2 separate regions of the Anser cygnoides genome follow, and region 1 is linked to region 2. A link is a contact called in public Hi-C data. All regions are on one chromosome and are shown on one strand. Each heading gives the region's core, a stretch centred on a gene start, on an enhancer-like site or on the middle of the called end of the contact. The rest is flanking DNA. Distances are from core to core; before and after follow the strand shown.

Region 1 (5,713 bases), core at 502-3,001, 98 kb after region 2:
CTGTGCAAAAATCTAATACCTTAGGTAACAACAAGGGGCTGAGCTACCCATTAGAATAGTATGGGAGTTCCTGGCTTTCACTCACTAAACACCAGCTAAGAATGCATATTACTTCAGTACAAAATACCGCTGTAGTTACCACCTGTTGTCTGCCTTAAAAATCCACTATGGGTAGAGAAATGCTTGGAGTTTGCATTTTTGAGAGGTGGCCCTCGATGTGGAAAATGGAGAATCCTCTTATTAGCCATTAGCACTGATGCCCTGGAGCAACAACAGTTGGTTACAGTTGTCACTGGAGCTGTTCCAGAGCACTCACTGAGACCTGGAGGGGTGTTACATAGAGCATTGGGTGAAGGAGGAGATAGAAGGCAGTAGCATATAAATGTGTGTGGTGGGGAGATCAACCTTAAAGAGAAGACAAAACTGTTAAACTTTGAGGAATGTATAGGCTTTGAATGTCGTGCTGCCACGTGCCCCATCAAACACCATGCCTTATAGTTGGCTTTAAGTGTCTTTTTTGCTTAAATTTCACTAAGGAAAAAGGATTCTGCTAATTCACTTGAGCAGGAATGTGGTTTTTGACCTGGATGATCCGTACAGGCTGTAATACCTACCACAGGATGCTAACTAGCAAGGGAGTTCTAGAGCTAGGAGCTATTTATGGAAAGGCTGTGCTTGTTGCCAAAGGGCAGAAAATGTATAATTCTGATTACCTTGCATCTTGAAGAAATTCTGAATCTTGGAGGCAAAGATGTCATTCCCATATTCCCAGGAAGTGGTCTTGACTGCATTTAAAGTGCAAGAGCCAATAGGTAATAATCATTTTTGGTCGCACTTCCAATAAAGGTTTCATTTATAAAAGACAACTAATAGTTGACTTTTTTTTTCCCAGGAAATACTATTCTTGTAGCTGGATTGTAATATCAGATGTTAATAAGCAGTGAGTTCAAGAACTTGCTTAATATAGCTGCTTAATATTTTTGAAGTATCTGCTCATTTTTTAATTGTGTGATTTAGAAATAACTAAACTATGGCTATATTCCCACTCTGCTGTGTATTTTTTTTTTTTAATAAACATGATTCAAAAGCCAAGCTTTACTCATTTCCATTCTTCAGCCAAATTTGATAGAGATAGAGGTGCTAGAGTTCTGGGCTCTTGGTTAAGGAAGAACTTGAAACTCATTTGGATTGAGCTGTAAGGTAAAACAGCAGTAGGAAGAGGAGCCATAGAGGAAAACATGAGTGAGAAAGCTCAGGTCTGCTTGACCTGAGGAATGCAATCGTACTCATGAGCTTTCATGGCATGTTTTATTTTTGGATCAAACCCAAGTCTGATTTTTAACTCTAGTTGTCAATATGTATGTTCAGCATGTCTGTGCATTATGCTTAAATGCTTCTATGCCCAGTGCTCATGTGTGTTGCAGAGCAAGATGTTTCCCTTCTTTCATACTGTCATGTCACGTATGCTGCCTTCCCATGAACTTGACCTGTGTGTATCAATCTCCTAATACAGATAAATGCTCATTGCACAATTCGTTTCATGCCTGTCCCAAGCTGTTTCATGCAGAGCTGTAGTACACAAGTTTACTAATAAATTGCTGCAAGTTTCAGAACGGCATTGTATATTGAAAAAAGTTTCTACAGAAATGAAATGCCAATTTCAACTCTCCCGTGTTTCTGTGCTCTGATAAATCTTGATTGGAGGAAGCAGGTGCAGAATAGGCTAAAGGCATTGTTTTAATACTGGATCTCTAAGTTTCTTTATAGGATATAAAGTCAGTATAGGAACTGAAACTGGACCCAGTGTGCAGTCAGTAACTGGGTACATATGCTGAATTTCATTGCATTTCAGATGTTGAAGCCAACAAGTGTGCAAATTAAGTTTGTTCTTGATCTTGTAGTCTTGTAGTCCGCTGTCTAGCTCTACTGTTCATGAAAGGCAGGATCGAGTCTGTTGTTCTTACAGGGGAGATGAACAGCGTGATCTATATTTTAAGCTTTGTTTAAAGATAAAATGACCAGCTGGTTAGAGAGTTAGCAATAGGACACTTAGAGTTTTGTTTTGGCCCTGCTCCATTGTTGACCACTGGAGGGACTGTAAGCAAGTCATTTAAGGTCAGCCATTTTATGATATGCTGGTAGCTGGGCGTCTACTGTTAAATGTTAGCCTTGCTGGTCTTCAGCTGCTGGAAGGCAAAATGGGGGTAACAGCAGCATCCTAGAGGATGTTGTAATGATAAATACCAGATGGAGGTTATCTGGCTTTCATTACAACTACACAGAGTAACACCTTAAGTAGTTAGTCTGGAAGCAATAACTAATCCAGCACTATAGTTTCTTTTTGCTCTAGAGTGCTTAGATAGACTTCTCAGAGACAGTGTCTCGCTTGTGGTAGCTTTACCAGTGACTGCCCGTAAGACTTCACATTCTGCACCCCTTTAATTAGCTTTGAATACTGTCAGACTATTTCTAACTGCTTTCTCATGTACAGTTATAGGATTTGACTCGAAAGCTGGATACAAAACAAAATGGTAGCCCTACTGCCTGTGGCAGCACAGTGCCTGCTGATGTGCTGTTCTACTGCAGAGAATGCTTCATTGTTTTTGTTGGGGTTAGTCAGCCTTGCACAGCAGTGCTGTGGGTTTGTAAGTCCCTAATTCTGCAGTGTGCTACACTAGTGTTGCTCTGGAGTCTCTTGAGCACTGAAAATGGTGCTGTACAATCAAAATCTGGTATTCTACCACTACAGGATACCCAAAATGTGGGTGGTGACCTATGTGGACTTCAGTGTCTCCTATCTGTAAACAAACATATGTGTCACGCTTTTCAACTGTATTGCCAGTCTAGTTCCCGTTGATCCACAGCTTTATTTCTGTTATCAGCTTGATGCTATTTCCAACACTTTTCACACATGCCCATATCTTTCTGCCTCCTCTCCCACTTAACTTTTTCCACTCTTAGATCTTGGATGTTGGGCAAGATGGACACCAAGCAATTGCTTTTTTTTTTTATAAGGGTGATGATACTTGGACTTAAAACGGAGTGAGTCTTGTAAGGGATGGAAAATGTTGTGCTTGTGGGCATGTGCCCTTATGTGCTAGAGACAAGGGAAAACTTGGTGTGTGTGCTGTGGAGATTGCTGTGTAACACACTGCCATGCTCACAACAGGGCAAGGGCAATAAATTAGAGGGACCGTGCTGTGTTCTAGCCTTGTAGCTGCCATGTTTTGTGTCATGGTTTGCTATGCTTTCCTATGATGTACACACACAAACAGTGTTTTTCTTTTCCCTGCCTTTTCCCTGTGAGATAAATATATCATGCAGTGCTAATTGCTTCCTATCTATACTGCATTGGAAGGAAGAGGGATTGGAAATGCTGTTCAGAGATAACTATGACCATATCCAGCCCTGGTGTGATCCAAGAGAAGCTAATGTAAAAGAACAAGCTGTCGTCTCTCCCTGTGGTGTGACACTCATCGTTGTGACACATGACACAGTAGAAAGGGCAAAGACCCCCGAGCTGTGGAACCTTGCTGCCCTTTGCCCTTCAGCAAAGAGGGAACACATCCTGAAAGGAACAGTTTACATGATGTGACAGGCTTAGTTTTCGGGCTAACTGTATAAAATATGGAACAGAGCATGCACAGGGAAGGAAGATGTCTTCCCACAAGCCTTACTCATCTGATGCTAAACCAACCAGGGAGCTCAGAAACTACTGCTTAGAGAGATCTTAGCTTTTGGCAGGACTGAGCACAGCTGGGCACGGCAGTGAAACCAAAGCTCCCTGTTCTGGTGTAGGCTGTAGCATTGATCGAGTGTGAGGTTCTGCGGCTTTCTTGCACACATTTCCATTTCTAACTAGGTCAGTTACAGTAACTCTGCCTAGTTATCAGGCCTAGTGACTGCAGTATAGCCACATGCTTTCTCCACTTCAGTTCCTCTCCTGTGAATATGGGATATCTTTCATTGAAAGCAACTTTCATGTGGAAAATCTGCAATGGGAGGTCAGGAAGAACAGTATTCATATGCTTGCATGTCCTAGTGTATGTATTGGGTTATTTGATGATACCATAGAAGAATTCACTCCTGGAACTCTGTTACTCTTTCTTTACAATTTTCATTAGCTCTGTGGAAGGGAAAGAGGACAAATAGACTTAAATATCATCAGACAATCAGCATTGAAATACAAGATTAATCAAGGAACAGCTCTGCACTGCTGTGATCGAGATAAAACTGCAGCTAATGACTTGCTGGTTGGCTGAGGCGGGCCCTAGGAGAGAGCACTGCTGGGTTAATATGCTTTTTGTCCCCAAATGATTCATGATCTTTTCAGCTTGCAGTATTTGCAGGCAGAATATTTGAGTGCCAGAAAGGCAAGGAGATTGAACTACAGACAGAAAATTGAGGGAGGTAGATGAGGTATACCCGTTCCATTCTAAGTTCCTTGAAACAGTTACTTAAATACCTGAGGTTATTTATGTGCAAGGCTCCTGACTGGGACTTTGGACTGCAGTTTTTAGAAACAACTTGAGTACAACTGTTGTGAGGCAGAGGGCAAGTTCAAATAAAGGACCTTGTGCAAAGGTGGCATCTTCTAGACTGCACGGAACAGCCCACATGGCAACATCTAGCATGACAAAGGGCTAAGAATACAGCCTTTAGATGTACCTGTGTTATCTACAAATATGCATGTATTTGTCATAAACTTTTTTAAAATGGAGGGAGTTGTACTGTCCTGAAAGCAATTGCTTTTCTAGACATCTGCTAACTATTATTTTTTGTAGTATAATGGGTTACTTTAAAATGTGCTGCTGCCTTCAAGAAAAAAGAATTGCCTTTGCCTAAGGGACTACGCACACGTGGAACAATGCATGCTTTTATCCTGAATTAAAGAAAAGTTCCTGTGGAGAGTGAGAGACATGGTGATCCTTTTTTAAATTCATTAGGGTCTAATCCTTAGAATCCTTAATCTTAACATCTAAGTCTTAAGGCTGCTGGCCAGGATACCGGTATTACTGTGCTATGAACCAGAGGCAGGTTTCCTTGAGTGTTTTAAGATTCCAAGAGAGAATTTCTTAATTTGGGGTGCACAAACTGAGCACTCTGCTGGTGGCACCTATGGATGCACCTCTGCATAAACGTTGTCTAGCTGTCAAAACAGCTTGGTAAAGACCAATATTCACACATATGTATTGGAGCAAAGTCTCCTTTTTTAACTTTCGTGGTAGTATTGATACACTTGGATGCTTTCTTTGAACACCAGTGCCTTGCACCGCCAAGCTGGCACGATGCTTTGTACAGTGAGTCTGGGACATTTGCATCCAGGTAACATTTTGTGAAAAGCTGCAGTGTCTGAGCTACATATGAAGACATGCTTCAGGGATTGTGGCCTTGGAGCAGTAACTGGGAGTTTTAAAAGGACACTAGTGTGTTTTGGTAGAGCTTAGGCAGGGCAGAGCTGCCTTGTTTTGTGAGCTGATAAGCTGCAGTTGGTGTCAAGCTTAGGTGTTTGAGTTTATCTTCACCTGCTAAGCCCAGGTACTGTGGAGATACTGTGGAGACAGTGGTGTGATGAGGTGAGCAGGGTATCTGTGATCCTAAAAATAGGAGCTCTGCGCCTAGTAAATAGTTACTGCAAGCAGAGCAACAAATAGGCTTGAGCCCTAGGTTGCTCAGAAGTCTGAAAACTTCTGATGCTGTTCTAAGAAAATAT
Region 2 (5,644 bases), core at 1,366-3,865:
AGTAGAGCCACCGACCAGCACGATGTCGTGGATCTGCGATTTGTCTAGTTTGGCATCCCGCAGAGCCTTCTCCACGGGATCCAGGGTGCCACGGAACAGGTCGGCATTCAGCTCTTCAAAGCGAGCTCTGGTGATGGATGTGTAGAAGTCAATGCCCTCATAGAGAGAATCGATTTCAATACTGGCCTGGGTGCTGGATGACAGGGTACGCTTCGCACGTTCGCATGCGGTGCGAAGGCGACGAACTGCTCTCTTGTTCTCACTGATGTCTTTCTTGTGCTTGCGCTTGAACTCAGCGATGAAGTGGTTGACCATGCGGTTGTCGAAGTCTTCTCCACCCAGGTGAGTGTCACCTGCAGTGGATTTCACCTCGAAGATGCCATCTTCAATAGTCAGAATGGACACATCGAAGGTGCCACCTCCAAGGTCAAAGATAAGAACATTCCTTTCAGCACCAACCTGAAAGAGAAATTTGATTTTTCACAATTTGTTTTCTACCACTAGGTTAGCAGTTTTAGTGGTTCCAGAGACTTGTCACACCACAGCGTACCTTCTTGTCCAGACCATAGGCTATAGCAGCAGCTGTCGGCTCATTGATAATTCGCAGCACATTGAGCCCTGCAATGGTTCCAGCATCTTTTGTGGCCTGGCGCTGGGAGTCATTGAAATAGGCTGGTACTGTGACTACAGCATTAGTAACAGTCTGGGGAAAAAAAGCCAAAAAATTGTGTTTTAGGTGTTGATGACCTCACAACCACATAACAATTTGTTACATTTGGCTCAAGTCATATGCCTTACCTTCCCAAGGTATGCTTCTGCAATTTCCTTCATTTTGGTTAAAACCATGGAAGAAATTTCTTCTGGATAGAAGCTCTTTGTCTCTCCTTTGTACTCCACCTGCACTTTTGGTCTGCCAGCATCATTCACCACAGTGAAAGGCCAGTGCTTCATATCAGACTGGACAACAGAATCATCAAATCTACGCCCAATCAACCGTTTTGCATCTGGAAAAGCCAGTTGACCATATTAAAACATTTCATTCCCAGCACAGAAACATCAAGTTCATCCTAGAAAGACTGTATGAAAGCCTCTATAATGCTGTACTTTATCTGGAATTACTGCCTTGCCAAAACCTCCAAGAGGTAATAACTCAAAATGTTTGCTGTGAAATGCAGAGACTTGTGTCAGCCAATGCAGCAATGCTACTGGTGCTGCACAGTAAGCCAAAGTAGAGGCTATGAACCACTTGGTAAATCAGTCAAGGCCACTTAACACTTGCCACCAAATAACAGTCTGCAGAAAGACAAGTTTGACTTCAGAGCATGGAGTTCCCTAATACCTAGTATGAACTTGGCCATCCTTAACTCAATTTTCCCATTCTGACTAAAACACTAGGCTTTTAAGTTTAAGAGAAATCACAACCCCTGCTACATACCAGCAGCCCACATTAACTATCACAGTGGTAAGGTCTCTACACGCAAATCTTGTAGCCTTCTTACCAAAGACTGTGTTGGTGGGATTCATTGCAACTTGATTCTTTGCAGCATCGCCAATCAACCTCTCTGTGTCTGTGAAGGCGACATAGCTCGGCGTGGTCCGGTTCCCCTGGTCATTGGCAATGATCTCCACCTTCCCATGTTGGAACACGCCAACACAGGAGTAGGTGGTGCCAAGATCGATTCCGACAGCTGGTCCCTTCGACATCTTGTCTGAAAAGATAGAAGACACCAGAAGGTATGGTTAGTGGCTTGTAGTTCTTATCTACACATTCCGTTGCCAATTCAAATCTTACTAAAAACCCCTTAAAAAATATTTATTTAAGAGGAATAGTTTTTCTGGTATTTCCTGTTTTAATAGCGTCTACTGTTCAGGGAACATAGGCAAGGTATTTAAAACACCCGGGTGCCGGCGCCCAGCCACGCGGTGCGGCCACATGGTCGCGGACTCCATTTCCCATCATGCCCCGCCCCGCGGGGATCACGTGGCGCCGACCGCCATTTTGGGCGCAGGGAAGCGGCCCCTCCGCCGCGCGTGGGCCGAGCTTGGCAGCCCGCGGGGCCTGGCGCGGCCCCAGGCTCGCTGCGACGGAACGCGACTGGAAGGGGGGGGGGGCAGGGCCGGCCCAAAGCCCTCGAGGGCCGAGCGGCAAGCCCGGCTTCCTCGCTCCCCATGGGACCGCGGAGATTACACCAAGAACCCACACCCTCCCCCTTTCCCAGCCCCCTTTTAAAAGAACCGATGCGGAGCCGCCGTTACATGCGGGCAAAGAAATCGGAGCTCAGTGAACGCCACTCTGCGGAGCCCCCTCTCCCCCCAAGCGAATTCAGACCGCAGCGGCCAGGCCCTGCTCCCCGCTCCTCACCCACCCCACCGCCCAACCTCGCTCCCCACAAACCGCTGGTCCCCCCAGAGGCACCCCCAAGCCCCTCAGACCGCCCTCAAGCACCCCAGCCCCGTTACCTGAGCGGCGCGGGCGGCAGCTGGCGCGCACGGGAGCTACGCTGCTAACGGGCGGCTGCTGAATGAGAGCGGTCGGCGCCCGCCCGGCCGTCTTTATATACCCCCGCAGAACCTTCCAGAAGGGCCCGCCCCTTTTCTCGGCCCCGGCCAATCCGCTCGCGCGGCCCGCGGACCTTTCCGCCAATGGAAGCCCGCCGGAACCCACACCCTCTGTGACGCAAGCAGGAAAGGGGCGTGGCCGCCGGCCGGCCGGTATTCTCGAACCTTCATGCGCTTTCCCCCCGCCGCCCACCGCCCCGCTCCGCTCGTCCCCCGCCCGCTACGGAAAGGGGCGGGGCTTCCCGCGCGCGGGAGCCAATCGGAGCCCTCCAGCGGCCGCGCGCGGGTGGCGGCACCGGCTGGAGGGGCGCGCGAGGGCGCGAACGGCAGCCAATGGCAGCGCGGCGCCGCAGGCTCGTTTGCATTTTTCCCGCGCCCCGGGCTGGGAGCGACCAATGGGGGTGGCGGTGCCGGGGGGCTCATTTGCATAGCGCCGGGCCGGGGGTGACAAGATGGCGGCGCCCCGCGGCCGCCGCCTTGGGCCTGGAGTCCCCGGCCGGCCGGGTTAAAGGCAATTAACGGCACGGCCCCGGCTTAATTGGGGCACGGCCCCGCGGGGCGAGACCTGGCCTTATTCCAGCCCCTTGCTCCAGGCCCAGCCCCTTGCTCCGGCCCCAGCCCCTTACTCCGGCCCCAGCCCCTCGCTCCGTCCCTTCCCGCAGCAGCTGCTCCTGCCGGCCCCGCTGCCCTTTCCCGGCCCCGTGTCCGTGCCAGCCCTCCCTGGCCTCTGCAAGGAGGTGAAAACAGCGGTGTCCGTTCCCTTCCGCGCCATGCTTCTTGCTCAGGCAGAGCAGCCCAGGCTGTTGTCCACCGTGTCATAGGGCGAAGCTGTTTTCTCCACAGAGCACAGTCCGGCCTCAGCATCTCTAGTCTTAGCTTCCCCTGCCCGTAAGCACCTCTTAATGCAGCGAACCAAGCAAGGAGCTCTTCATACATCATTTCATACCTCTTTGTACATCAGTGCTACCCACAGTGCATGCTCTTGGTGTTTCCAGCAGAAAAGAAACAGAGGCTCAAGACGGGAAAATTGGCTGTTCAGGTTCCCCTCCGGCCAGTTTTGGGGTAAAGCAAGCAGACGGAGGACTGCAAACCTTCACCTGGTCGTGGTGCTGGAGGCTGACAGCTGGTCAGGGGTCATAATCCAGCCCCGGCCCCATCAGCACTGCTGTGAATTGCATCCCATGTTCACATGGCATAAAATGCCCAGTGAAAAAAGTGAATCCTAACCACGTGTTTGTACACTTAGGCAGTAGGAAAAGGTGCAAGGGAGGAAAATAAATAAATAAATATATATATATATAGAATTCCACATTCTTGTTAACTGCTTAAAGTCCAGTTCTTTGCGGGGGGGGGAGAGGGGAGTAACAAATCTCTTCCTTCAGCCTTATTCCAAATGACTGCGTGTCCTCTGTGGTACCTCGCTGCCTGCACCCCGAGCCAGAAAGCTGTGAGCTTATCTTCCTTCTGTAGTGAGCTTGGGTTATGTCTACTGGAGAACATGACGCAGTCACCCTGAATCAGCTGCTGCTTGTAGCTTGTTATCGGACCACTAATGGGCAGGTTCCTACTGCTGCCTACCACCGGGTAGGAGCTGGCATGTGGCAAGTGCTGACCCACAGCCCTCAGTAGTTTGTGGCTGTGATTTGTGCTCTGCCGTGCACTGGAACCTGTTTTGGGACCTTTGGGTGAGCACAGAAGGCAGCACCACGGGTTGGAATTTGGGTGCACATGGTCAGAGAGATGGGAGGTGCGGCACAAAAAGGAGCTGGGTTGAGGCACTGACCTGGAAATAAGGGAACTCCCCTGTGCCTTTAAAGGTAAAGGGCAATATGAGCCACCAATAAGGGGCAATATGAATCCCATATGCTGACCAGGGATGGCATGCAAGGCTGCTCCACCCTGAGCGGAGTACAGGCTGCTGAGCAATCTGCTCCTGGGCTGCCCTCGAGAGCCCCCCCAGTTTGCACCAGTGCATTGCACACCAGGTCTCAGGGGAGCTGTGCTGCCAGCAAGGCATTGCCTGCGCTTTTTTTTTTTTTTAAATCACAAGCAAGATTTCAGTAGGACCTAAGAATAGTACTACCAGCACTTTGAAATAAAGCAATGACACTCAGATGTGCAACTGTACTTTGCACAATGGACTGATGATGGCAAGGGAAGGCAGCCTAAGGAACCAGTGAGTCAGTGCGGGGAGGAGAGCAGTCTAGCAAATGACTCATTACATTAGAAATTAAAGGCTCTTTAACACACTTGACTAAAGTAGCCCGCTTATTGCGAATCAGAAAAATTAAGGCCCAGCAGGCTGGACACTGCCAAGTGTTTTGTGGTGTGGGTTTTTGTTTTGTTTTCTTAAACGATGAATGCCAACATTTTTTATTTTTTTTTAAGCCAGTTTTATACATTGCAGATCAAGCACGTTTAAAACAGAGGTAGGTAGAGAGGGGAGATTGTGAAAGGCATGCTTCCTATTCACAGTAACGGCATTTGTTACTTACACACCTCTGGCAACCGCACGCCCCAGCTGAAGTTTGAAAATGATGCAGTTCTAATGCAGCCCTTCCCCTTCCCCCCATGTTCTTCCCCTTCAGCACGGCGGTACAAACTGAGCCAGGGTAAAAATAACCCAAGATTCCTGATACTGTAGAAAAGCGTGCAATTGCACAACTCCTCTTGAAATGCATATCGCCTAATCAGGATTTTGGATGTCATCAACTCAGGAGTGAGCCAGTAACAGCCTTTCCCCATGAATCAGGGATAGACAGAAGGGCACACCTATGAGACCACTGCTGTCACTGTTTTAAATGCTGTGTAATTTAATTATGTTGCAACTTTTACTCCCAGATTTCTGTAGAGAGGATTGCTGATGTGAGACCTTTGCGCAGAACACCCTGAGGGAAAGAAGGCTGAAAGCATTGTGAGAGGAAATCAACCACGGTCATATTTAGTTAGCCTAAATTCCACCTACATCTCCACGACTGGAGATTCCTGTTAGCTAGTTCAAAATGTTTATCTGCAGACGAGATCTAAGCTGTCTGAAAACAGCCCTTAGTTGTTCAAGGTTTCACTGTCATCTCATGCACGGTTC

What was found. A called contact is a pair of places that touch in the nucleus more often than the background predicts.
Region 1: a Hi-C map of liver shows a contact between it and region 2, with 4 times the contacts expected there. The contact joins the enhancer-like site here to the promoter of HSPA8 in region 2. A contact is called at or near these places in 2 of 7 Hi-C or Micro-C datasets (both in liver).

What each region holds. Positions count from the first base shown.
Region 1 is chr21:5,961,115-5,966,827 of Taihu_goose_T2T_genome, forward strand. The region is part of intron 1 of GRAMD1B (GRAM domain containing 1B); the gene reads left to right. Among named protein-coding and RNA genes, the nearest start is that of GRAMD1B, 5.3 kb to the left of the region's middle. Within about 2 kb of position 1,752, at least 1 of the 3 cell types and tissues checked has open chromatin away from gene starts, as enhancers often do. A contact at or near this core is called in liver, where this site is marked.
Region 2 is chr21:5,862,368-5,868,011 of Taihu_goose_T2T_genome, forward strand. HSPA8 (heat shock protein family A (Hsp70) member 8) reads right to left here and starts at 2,616. Exons shown (of 9, transcript XM_048063429.2): 1 at 2,461-2,616; 2 at 1,500-1,709; 3 at 799-1,004; 4 at 551-703; 5 at 1-459. The coding sequence starts at 1,704.